2 separate regions of the Mus musculus genome follow, and region 1 is linked to region 2. The links are chromatin contacts, called in public HiChIP or PLAC-seq maps. All regions are on one chromosome and are shown on one strand. The core of a region is the stretch at or near the end of the contact, and the rest is flanking DNA. Distances in the headings are between cores, read along the strand shown.

Region 1 (5,388 bases), core at 1,877-4,376, 82 kb before region 2:
TGGCCTAGGAGCTTCTGAAGATTCTCCTGTGTTTGCCTCCTATCTCCTTATAGGAGCTCTGGGGGTACAGATGTGTGTCAGCATGCCCAGCTTCATGTGGGTTGCGGGGATTTGAATTCATGTCCTTACACTTGCATGGCAAATGCATTACTGGTTGAGCTAGCCCAAGACCCAACCCAAAGCCAGAGGCTCTTTTGCAGTAAAAAAGGTACTAACTTGCCTGTTTTGAGGTACCGTGTGCATTTTTGGGGTGCTGGTATGTGGGTGATACCAAACTGCAGGAACTGAGGAACCCATGCTTTGAGGACCAGATGTGCACTGCGGTCACAGGTCGAGCAGGGTCACTGTGTTTTTTTTTTTTAATTTTTTTTTAAAGATTTATTTATTGATTATATGTAAGTACACTGTAGCTGTCTTCAGACACTCCAGAAGAGGGCATCAGATTTCATTAGGGATGGTTGTGAGCCACCATATGGTTGCTGGGATTTGAACTCTGGACCTTCGGAAGAGCAGTCGGGTGCTCTTACCCACTGAGCCATCTCACCAGCCCAGGGTCACTGTTTTTGCTGTGGCATTTCAGAAGTGGTTTCCTACTTGGTCTGTAAGAACTGCTTTAAGGGGCTGGTGGTCCCTTACCCAGGTGTGCTATCTCTTGGCAGGTTGCCTTCTTCTGGGAGGGATGGGCACACTCAGGGCTAGTCATCTCATAAGAAGTATGTCTTGGCTGGGTCTGGTGGCACAAGCCTCCTTACAAAGTTGGATCAGCATTCTAGGCCGCCCTGGGTTACAGGGCAAAGTCAAGGTCAGCCAGGTTAACTTAGTGAAACTTTGTTCCAAACATAATTTAGGGGACTGGAGAAGTACCTTCTTGGTAAAGAGCTTTGCCTGCTCTTCCAGAAGGGACAGGTCCACTTCCCAGTGCTCCCATGATGGTTCACAAACATCTGTAGTCCCAGTTACAGGAGCTGATGCTCTGCTCTGGCCTCTAAGGGCCCTTGGCATGCAAGAGGGGCACAGGCAGGTAAGACACCCACACACAAAATGATAAAAAATTATAAAAATACAAATAAAGGTTGAGATTTAATATAGCTCAGTGGTAAAATACTTGCTTGGAATGCATGAGGGCCTACATCCAATCGATCATATCCCAAACAAAAAAGCCCGTCCTGTTGGCAGTTACACCCCCACATGCAGAGGTAGGAGGACTGAGAATCTGAGGCCAGCCTGGGCAACATCTTGGACTCTTACCTAAAAAACTAGAGATAGAAAAGTAAGTCACGACTTGGCTGGGTCCAGGGCAACAAAGGATTCTTTTGGTTTCACCTGAGTGCCTTGGATGCTGAGACCATGTGGAAGGAAATTCAGTTTCTGACTTGACAAATTAATGGAGATAAGGCAGGGACCATCCATCCTGTTCTCACCCAGGACTGAGAGTAGTCATCTGAGGTGCCCCCACCGATATGTCTGTCATATCTATATTTCCAGTCAGAACTTTATAGTTCCATATGTTCTAATTAGGCTTGGTGTCTCTAGAGGGCTAACGGACAAAATGATCCTACACTGATGATGCCCATCTGGGTGTGGCCTTAGCTAATAATACCCAACTTGGTGGGGCCTTGGCTGTTGAGCTCTGGCCTTGTATACAACCCAGCCAAGTCGTGACTTACTTTTCTATCTCTAGTTTTTTAGACAAGAATTCAAGAGCTTTGTTGAGGCTTTGGCCAAATCCTAATGGATTTGGGGTAGGTCTCAACCCTGAATGGGAGTAGTGGGCCAGGCATCAGAATGGCCCCTGAGGTTGCCGTGGCTGTGACAAGCCCACCCAGGTGGACTTGGAGGAGCAGAGGATGGAGAGTGAGGAAGGGTACCTGAGAGCTTCTAAGTCAGGTCCTACCTTCCCTTGTCCATTGCTGGAGATAGGAGAGGGCTACATGGCTAGTTATGGCTGTTTATGTCTGCCTTCTCATGGACAGAGATGTGGGGAACCTCAGGCTGCAGGAAGTTGCCTGATTGCCCCTGTTTCTTTGGTGTGTGTACCCTGTGTCAGCCTCCTAGGCAGTGTCTATGGCTGCCTTTCCCCTAGGAACCCAGTAGCTTGGTGCCTGGCAGGTCTGAGTAGGGCATAGTTGAGGACTTGTCTAGGAATGAGGATGCAAGAATTTCTCAGGGTTTTTATCATCTCAGCAAGAGCAGGGTCACCATTCTGGAGGAGGCTGAGCTCTGGCCAAGTCCTCAGAGTGCTCAAGGTGTCTGATCTGGTTGCTAGAGAGGGGCTGAGTGAACCTGTTGAAGGACAGGAGTGACAGTGTTCTGTGTCCCAAGCATTTGTAGCCCCAGTCTTCTATGGACAAGAGAATCTGAGACATGCTGAGTGTCTTAACCACTTACTTTCCCTTTTGCTGTGATAAAATACCTTCACAAAAGCAGCTTAAGGGAGGAAGGGCTCGTTTTAGGTCACAGTCTGGAGGTACTGTGGTAAATGGAGGCACTGAGGTCATTCTGTCAAGAATGGGAGGCAGCTGGTTACATTGTATCTGCAGTCAGGAAGCAGAGAGCAACAATGTAATGCTTAGTTTCCTTTTCCTTTTTATTCCTTTGGGGTGGGGGAGTCCCAGCTGTTAACAATGGTTGCCTGCAGTTAAGGTGTATCTTCCCACATCAATGAACCTAATAGATAAAAGCCCTTAAAGATGTGCCTGCTCCCTGTGTAACTTTCCATCATTCAGATAAACCGTTAATATTAACCATCACACTGAGCAAAGCCCTTCTTCCTTTCTGGCCTCCCAGATAGAGATTCAAGTTTCCTAGAAGTATCAGATGAGGTAGTGACCTCACAGGAAAAAGGGTCAATCCTCAGCCTGGGCTGCTGACACCCCTTGCCTTTACCTGGGGAAGTCCCTAGAGTACCCCCTTTGGTGGGCCCAGAAGCTGTAGAGGAAGACAAGAACTCAGGCCTGGTATTTCTCCTTTGTATTACCGTGATGATAGATGCTCCTTATAAAAGATTCAAGCAGTACAAAAATAGCCACAGAGAAGATAATTTCCCTGCAGCCTGTCACCCGGTGATCTCTTTTGCTGCATGTGACCTTCAGGCCAAGCACAGAGGATGTCTGTGGTCCTCCTAGCATCTTAGCAGGGGCTGGATTGGAGTTAGAGTCTGTAACACCCCCCCCTTCTATTTCTTAGGTCTTGGTGGGGTTTTGTCTGGATTTGAGAAAAGTGACTGGGACCTTGGTTCTTAAAAGACCTAAAGGCTGAGAAATCAGCTATTGTTACACACGCCTTAACCTCAGGACTCAGAAGCTGAGGCTGGCAGATCCTAATTTAGAGACCAGCCTAGGCTACATAATAAGACCCTACCTCAAACATTAAGACCCCCCTCCCCCCACAATAAAACAAGCCCACTGCCACTAGCCTTATGGTGAGTTTATTCTGTATATTTGGATGAGAAATCTAACCACACTCACTCCCTCACTATGTAACCCGGGCTGGTCTTGAGCTGGTCATTCTCCTGCCACAGCCTCCCAAGAGCTAGGGTTACACTTGTGCACCTACCAAGCCTAGCTACATAGCAGGCTTTAATGAAAGGGCCCACTCCCATTCCCAACCTCCTCTGCCTGCCAGGACCTCCAAATTGCCAGTGTTGTGGGGAAGGGGGCTCCCAGTGAGGAATGGTTGCCTTATGCTCCTGAGGTACGCATGCATGCATGCCCGCTGTGTGTGTCATGGGCTCTGAGCCTGTTGGCAGCAATGCTAAGGGCCTTCACCCTTGCTTGAGTTCTGGTCTTGAATTCTAGACTAGTGAGAAGCATTTCCCCCAGATACTTGGAGATAGTCATTGCCCTGTGATAATGGTAATGATAATTGATAATGGAGGCCTTTGGGGTTTTCTTTATTTGCTTGTGGTTTGGAAGTCTCATAGCAACATTGGTGGGTGTGGTGCTGACTTTGTTCTTTGGGTTATGTACTTTGGGGCCTTTTGCTGGTAGCTTTCAGTTCAAGAAAACTTTCTTTTTCTTTCTTTCTTTCTTTCTTTCTTTCTTTCTTTCTTTTTTTTTTTTTTTTTTTTTTTTTTTTTTTTTTTTTGAGACAGGGTTTCTCTGTGTAGTCCTGGCTGTCCTGGAAATCACTTTATAGACCAGGCTGGCCTTGAACTCAGAAATCTGCCTGCCTCTGCTTCCTAAGTGCTGGGATTAAAGGTGTGCGCCACCTTGCCCAGCTCAAGAAAACTTTCTTGTGTTGTTTCTTTCATAGTTTCTTGCTGTTCTCTCTCTCTCTCTCTCTCTCTCTCTCTCTCTCTCTCTCTCTCTCTCTCTCTCCTCTCCCTCTCTCCCTCCCCCCCCACCCCCTTTACTCTGTAGCCTTTACTGCTTGGGAACTCACAACATAGCCCAGCCTGGCCTTGAATTTGCAGTAAACCCCCTGTTTCTGCCTCTCGAGTGTTGACATTATAGGTGTATACTATTAAACTGTGTTTCTTTTTAAAGCAATACAACTTTTTTGGAGAGTCCTTTTTTATGTTGTTTAGGCTGGCCTTAAACATGGATGAGTCCTCCTGTCTCAACCTTGTGCACGGTTACAAGCATGTACCACCATCCCACAGTAGTTAACTCATTAAAATGGTTCTCACATATATTTATTTTATTATTTTATGTATACAAGTGTTTTGCCTGGATGGTGTGTATGTGTACCATGTGTGTGCCTGGTGCCCTGGGATGTCAGAAGGCGGCCTTGGATCCCTCGGGACTGGGATTAAGAGTTGGTTGTGAACTGCCATGTGGGTGTTGGGAATCAAATCTGTAGCTAGACTGGTGGCCAAAAAGCCCCAGGAGTCCCCTGTCTCTGCCTCTGACACACAGTCTCTGTGCTGGCACACAGTCCACACCTGTCTTTTCACATGAGTTCTGGAAATCCAAGCCCACGTTCTCATGTTTGTCCAGTAAGCACTCTTACACAGTGAGCCCTCTTCCCAGCTTCTTGGGCATTTGAAATTACAGATCCCATTAGAGGGCCAATTCGGTGGCCCAGCAGGGAAAGGCAGTCACTGCCAAGCCCGACAGCTGCATTATTCCCCATGTGCCACATGGCGGGACAGAACTGACTCCATAAGTTGTTCTCTGACCTCACGTTTGCTCTGTGGCACATAGGCACAATCCCTCTACCCACCCGCACACACGATAAATTAAATATAATTTAATTTTTAAAAACCTGAGAGGCCAATAATAAAAAAATGATTTAAAAATTTATAGCATGAAGATGTGATAAGGTATTATGTAGTGACTAAATATGTCTTCCTTCCTTTCCTTTTTTAAAAGATTAATTTATTTATTTTATGTATATTAGTACACTGTAGCTGAACAGATGGTTGTAAGCCTTCATGTGGTTGTT
Region 2 (5,089 bases), core at 1,899-4,398:
GCTTGGGAGCCAAGGGCATGAGTGAAGATGGAGATGCAGGGGGTACTCACCGCAGTACCAGCATCAACATAGCTCTGCACACAATGTCCCTAGAGCCTTTTGTGAAGGCTGCAGCGGTGTCATGGCCCAGACACCAACACTCCTTCATATTCTTAGGGAATCTTACTTAGCTGGGGTCAACCTCTGGAGGAACTTCTGATCCTCATTGTATAGATCTATAGTTTGCTGAGTCTGGCTGACCCCTGCTCCTCCCAGCCCCCAGAGGCTTATACATGCATATGCACACACATGAACACATACACAAACACATGCATGCTCACACAAAGATTTATATTTGTAAGGAAGGTGCAGGCTGTGAGGCTCAAAGAAAGGGCTTGTGTGTGTGTGAGTGTGTGTGTGTGTGTGTGTGTGTGTGTGTGTGTATGTGTGTGTGTACACAGACAAGACTGAGAGAAACCAGACTAGAGGAGGGACGATACCACTACCTGACATCCAGGAACATGTGCCAGACACTGAGCCAGATTCTGTCTGTGCCACTCTGGGAGATGTGGCCCCTAAGAGATGCCAGGGTAGTTCTTTATTTAACAGGTGAAGGCAGGGGGAGGAACTCAAAGAACTTAGCCTGGGTCAGTCTTGGCCCCAGAGTCTGATGATCACTAGGTCCACAGCAGGACACACAAGGGGAAGTACAGAGAGACGTGCAGCAAGGACAGCCACCAGAGGGCTGGAGCTGCAGAGGGGACTCCAGCCACTGCATGAACTATAAATGCAAAGATGGGATGTGTGATTTGGCCAAGGTCCTGCGGTGCGGGAGGGTGGGGGTGGGAAGCAAGCCTGGCTGTTGGCTCCCATTTCCTCCACTTCCATTTCCCTGGTCCCCATGCATTCTGGGCACCTTCCACCATGTGTGGCCGTGCCTGCCGCGCTTCCCTCTTAGAAGAGGTGTGATCCACTGGCATCAGCCGGGTGGACTGGCTCCCTCTCTCCATCTCTTCCTTCCCTTCCCCTGCCATGTTCTGGAAAGGGCAGCAGGAGGGAATGTGGGCAGGTTGCACTAGAGATATACATCTGAGAGCTGAAGGGAACATTTATTTTTAATGTAGACTGAAAAAGAAAAGGAAGTTATAAAACGCCTGCTCCTGCTCCTGCTCCTGGGACTATACAGATGGTGCAGTGCTTTGCCTAATAGGGAACGAGGCTGGCACCATGTGCTCTGGGCCCCGCCTGGCCACAGGGACCCAGTGGGCTCTTTGGTGTCCCTGGTCTCCCATCCTTACCCTCTCTAGATTGTCTTTTGTCAATGTCTGGGACATTCTTCCCAGTCAGGCCAGTGGCTCTGTTGTCCCGCTGCCTCAGCTGCCTGGCTCCTGTCACACATACACAAACACATGCAGACATGCATGCACTCTCTCTCTCTCTCTCTCTCTCTCTCTCTCTCTCACACACACACACACACACACACACACACACACACACACACACACACATCTCCCTTAGCAGAAGTCAACTTCTGTTTGCCAATAGTTAGTCAAGCCTGGCTTTCCTAAAGTCCTGTTTGAATGTTAGGGTCCATCAGCCTTGCTCACTCTCGAGAACCTCTTTGGCCAGTCTAGCTTTTCCTGTCTTGTCTGGTCTTTGTGTTTTGTGGTTAGGGGGTGTTTTGGTTAATTTTCTCTTTGCCGTGACAAAACTTCTATATAGACATACATGGTGTTATATATGTGCATGCATACATGCATGTAATTTAAGTAAGAAGAATTTGTTTCGGCTTGTAGTTTGAGGACACTGTCCCTCACGGTGAGAGGTCACAGCAGCTGGAAGGGAGGTGGCCACATTACACCGCCAACTTCTCAGGGAGCATACACAAATGCAGGCAGGCACTCAGCTAGCTCTCTACTTCTTCTTCAGTTCAGGACTCCAGCTCATGGGATAGGGCTGCCTGCATTCTGGGTGGTTTTTCCCACCTCAGTTAAATTTTTGCAGAATCTATCATGGAAGCACCCTGAGGTTTGTGTCATCCTAAATTCCGTCAGTCAAGTTGACAATGAAGATTTACCATCACAGACACCATTTTAAGTCCACTCCCTACCCCTGCTGTGCCAGAAGCCTTAGAGCACACTACATAGTCTATGCCCCATCAACCAGCTAGAGTGGTAACTGAACCCCCTTGTCCTTTGTGCTCATTGAGACAAGCTGGAGGAGTACCCTAAAATTAGAACCAGAGTGCCAAGCTGGAGATTGAGAGACCCGACTCTTCAATTCACTATAAAGGCTTGGATTGATTCCCTGCACATCTCAAAGCCTCAGCCAAACAGGAAGGTCATCTCTATTTTATAGGGTCCTCATTATTGAAGAGTTATGGTAAATGATGCGTGCTTAGTAAGAAGATGAAAAGCGTGGAGAAGTTTTAGAGGCTCAAGGCACTGCTGTGGACACCAGGTTTGTGTTTAGCAGGCAGCAAGGGTTGTCCAACACAGTCAGAGTCATGTGTATTGGGAGTATGTCTGACATAGCCTAGGTGCAAGTTTATTTAGGGATCTGGATTGTTCTAGAAAAGATTATGTGTCATTTTGTTTTTTCAAATCAGGGTTTCTCTGTGTAGCCCTGGCTGTCCTGGAACTCACTCTGTAGACCAGACTGGCCTTGAGCTCAGAAATCCACCTGCCTCTGCCTCCCAAGTGCTGGGATTAAAGGCATGCGCCACCACTGCCTGGCATATGTGTCACTTTTTAAAAAGGCATACTATAAGGATAAAATGATTCCCAGAGAAGGTTAGCAAAGGGAAGATGGAGAGGCTGGGAATGGGCACAGAACATGGGCAGTGTGGGTCTGTATTTGAGGGAGCTGGCAAGAGTTTCTTTTAATTTTATTTACTTACTTATTTAGTCTTGTTGTTGTTGTTGTTGTGTGTGCGTGTGTGCACATGTGTGCATGCACATGTATAACACCATGTATGTCTAGGTATGGAAGTCAGGTTGTCAGGCTTGGATGGCCAACACTTTACCCACTGAGCTATCTTATTGACCCTGGCCTAGGCCTCTTAATGGTCAGACACAGGAAAATGACCCAGGGTCAGCAAGACAATGCAAACCAATTGCTTGGACATGCACTCTCTGACTTAGAAGCCAGGAAGTGTTTCTGAGGTGACTCAGTAAAGGGACACCACAATCCAAAGTGCAGTGACCATCCTGGACAGCAGGAGCCTGGTAATACACAGAGTCCTGGGTAATGGTGTCTGAGGACATTCTTGGTAGCTTAAGCACCATCCGGGAGTTGGGATTTGGAGGTAAACATATTGCATAGTTTACAATATGATGTAAAAACCATGGGGTGGGGGCAGGCTGTGTGACGTGAACACTTGCGAATAGCCAGTATGAATTACCCCAGTTTTTAAGAGGCAGAATTCATGTGCTTGTGTGTGATGTCCCCACCCTCCCCTCAGTCACTCTAGGTTCAGCTTCTCTTTACTCTGGCCAGAGCTTCAAGAAGGAAAAGTGCCTGGGTCCCTCAGGAGCCTTCACTATATAGGCACCTCATGGAGGATGGGGTTGCCTCTCCAGACAATTGGAAGCTGAGAATAGACTTTTGAACTGAGCTGGGGAGTGTGTAGATGGCTAAGTCTGCAAATGACTGCCACACAAGCATGAGGGCCAGAGTTCAAATCCATAGAACCCATGGAAAAATCCAGGTACAGTGGTGTGTGCCTGTAACACTGGCATAGTGGAGGTGGAGTATGGAGACAGGGGGATCCCTAAAGCATGTTGGCCAGCCAGAGCTTCAGTCTCAGTGAGAGCCTTCCTCAGAGCATAGAGGTGGCAGGGCTGGAAAGATGGCCCAGTGGTTAAGCACATTGGCTGCTGTTACAGAGGACTTGGGTTAGGTTCTCGACACACAGTAACTCACAGCTATCTGTAACTCCAGTCCCAGAGATCTGACAACCTTTTCTGGTATCCTTAGACACTGAACATAAGTAATACACAGACACATGTATAGGCAAAACACCTGTGCATGTACATTAAGAATAAGTAATGAGGGCTGGAGAGATGGCTCAGCAGTTAAGAACACTGACTGTTCTTCCAGAGGTCCTGAGTTCAATTTCCAGCAACCACATGGTGGCTCACAACCATCTGTAATGGGCATCTGATTCTGTCTTCTGCTGTGTCTGAAGATAGTGACAGAGTACCCATATATATGAAATTAATATGACCAGAGCAGGGCTGAAGTGAGCAGGGTTGGAGAGAGCAGGGCTGGGAAAAATAAAAAAAAAAAAAGTAATGACTACTGATGGAAGGTGATTGAGAAATACACTCTACAATCAATCTCCACATGCACACACACACACATTTATACACAAATATATACCCCGTACACACACCCAAACAACACACACTGGGGTGTGTGTGTGTGGAATTGAGCTAGGATCTTCAGGGTCAATCCTTTTCCCTATAGGATAAAAAGGTCCAACTCCAGAAGGAATCAAGAATCCAAGAGCAATCTAAGCAATCTAAGGTCTCCTGACTGGATTTCAGTTCGTTGTCCAACTGGCCACTGCACAAAAGAATCAAGTAGAGATTTCACTCTGGAAGGAAAAAAAAAACCCTTACATAGCTCCTCTCAGAGCTGAGGAATGGCTTTTCGTTCTGTAATTTTATTCAAACTGATATGGGCCAATAAATATAAATGTGCGTGTGTGTTCGCTGTTTTAAAACATTTTAATGTTTAAAACATGATTTACTAATGCTGCTAAGGATGTCTAGAATTTGATTTACTGCATAGTATTGAATGTTTATACTTGTTCCTTGCGGAAATTCTTGCCAAAGAGCCATTTTATCTACAGGAATAATAAATAAGTCAATATGTGGATGGCTGTGCACATTTTTCCCATATGTAGCTGTGCTCAGTAGATGTTGTTTTGCACACAAACACTCTAAAGGTAAACCTAAGAGACTCACACAAGCCCTTGATGCCCACTGTCAAGGTCAGCCAGGTGCATGCCGGTAAACCTGGGATGTGTGAAGTAGAGGCAGGAGGATTGTGAATTCAAGATCACCCTCAGCTGCATAGGAAGGTCAGAGCCAGCCTGTGCTGT

What was found. HiChIP or PLAC-seq counts read pairs in DNA pulled down with a chosen protein or histone mark.
Region 1: a contact with region 2 is called in an HNF4G HiChIP or PLAC-seq map of pancreatic cancer cells. The contact joins two enhancer-like sites. A contact is called at or near these places in 6 of 39 promoter capture datasets (HPC-7-derived erythroid cells, embryonic stem cells, hematopoietic stem and progenitor cells and 3 more), 2 of 15 datasets of contacts at CTCF or cohesin (the NIH/3T3 cell line and embryonic stem cells), 14 of 484 Hi-C or Micro-C datasets (the HL-1 cell line, bone marrow-derived macrophages, cerebral cortex and 7 more), 4 of 115 datasets of contacts at active chromatin or transcription factors (the NIH/3T3 cell line, bone marrow-derived macrophages, embryonic stem cells and 1 more) and 2 of 9 other capture datasets (adipose tissue and pancreatic islet).

Annotation. Positions count from the first base shown.
Region 1 is chr6:85,354,454-85,359,841 of GRCm38.p6, reverse strand. All of the region lies in intron 1 of Rab11fip5 (RAB11 family interacting protein 5 (class I)), which reads left to right. Among named protein-coding and RNA genes, the nearest start is that of Rab11fip5, 17 kb to the left of the region's middle. Within about 2 kb of position 3,126, at least 27 of the 459 cell types and tissues checked have an H3K27ac peak or open chromatin away from gene starts, as enhancers often do. A contact at or near this core is called in pancreatic cancer cells, where this site is marked.
Region 2 is chr6:85,272,685-85,277,773 of GRCm38.p6, reverse strand. The region is part of intron 6 of Sfxn5 (sideroflexin 5); the gene reads left to right. Among named protein-coding and RNA genes, the nearest start is that of Sfxn5, 58 kb to the left of the region's middle. Within about 2 kb of position 3,148, at least 6 of the 459 cell types and tissues checked have an H3K27ac peak or open chromatin away from gene starts, as enhancers often do. A contact at or near this core is called in pancreatic cancer cells, where this site is marked.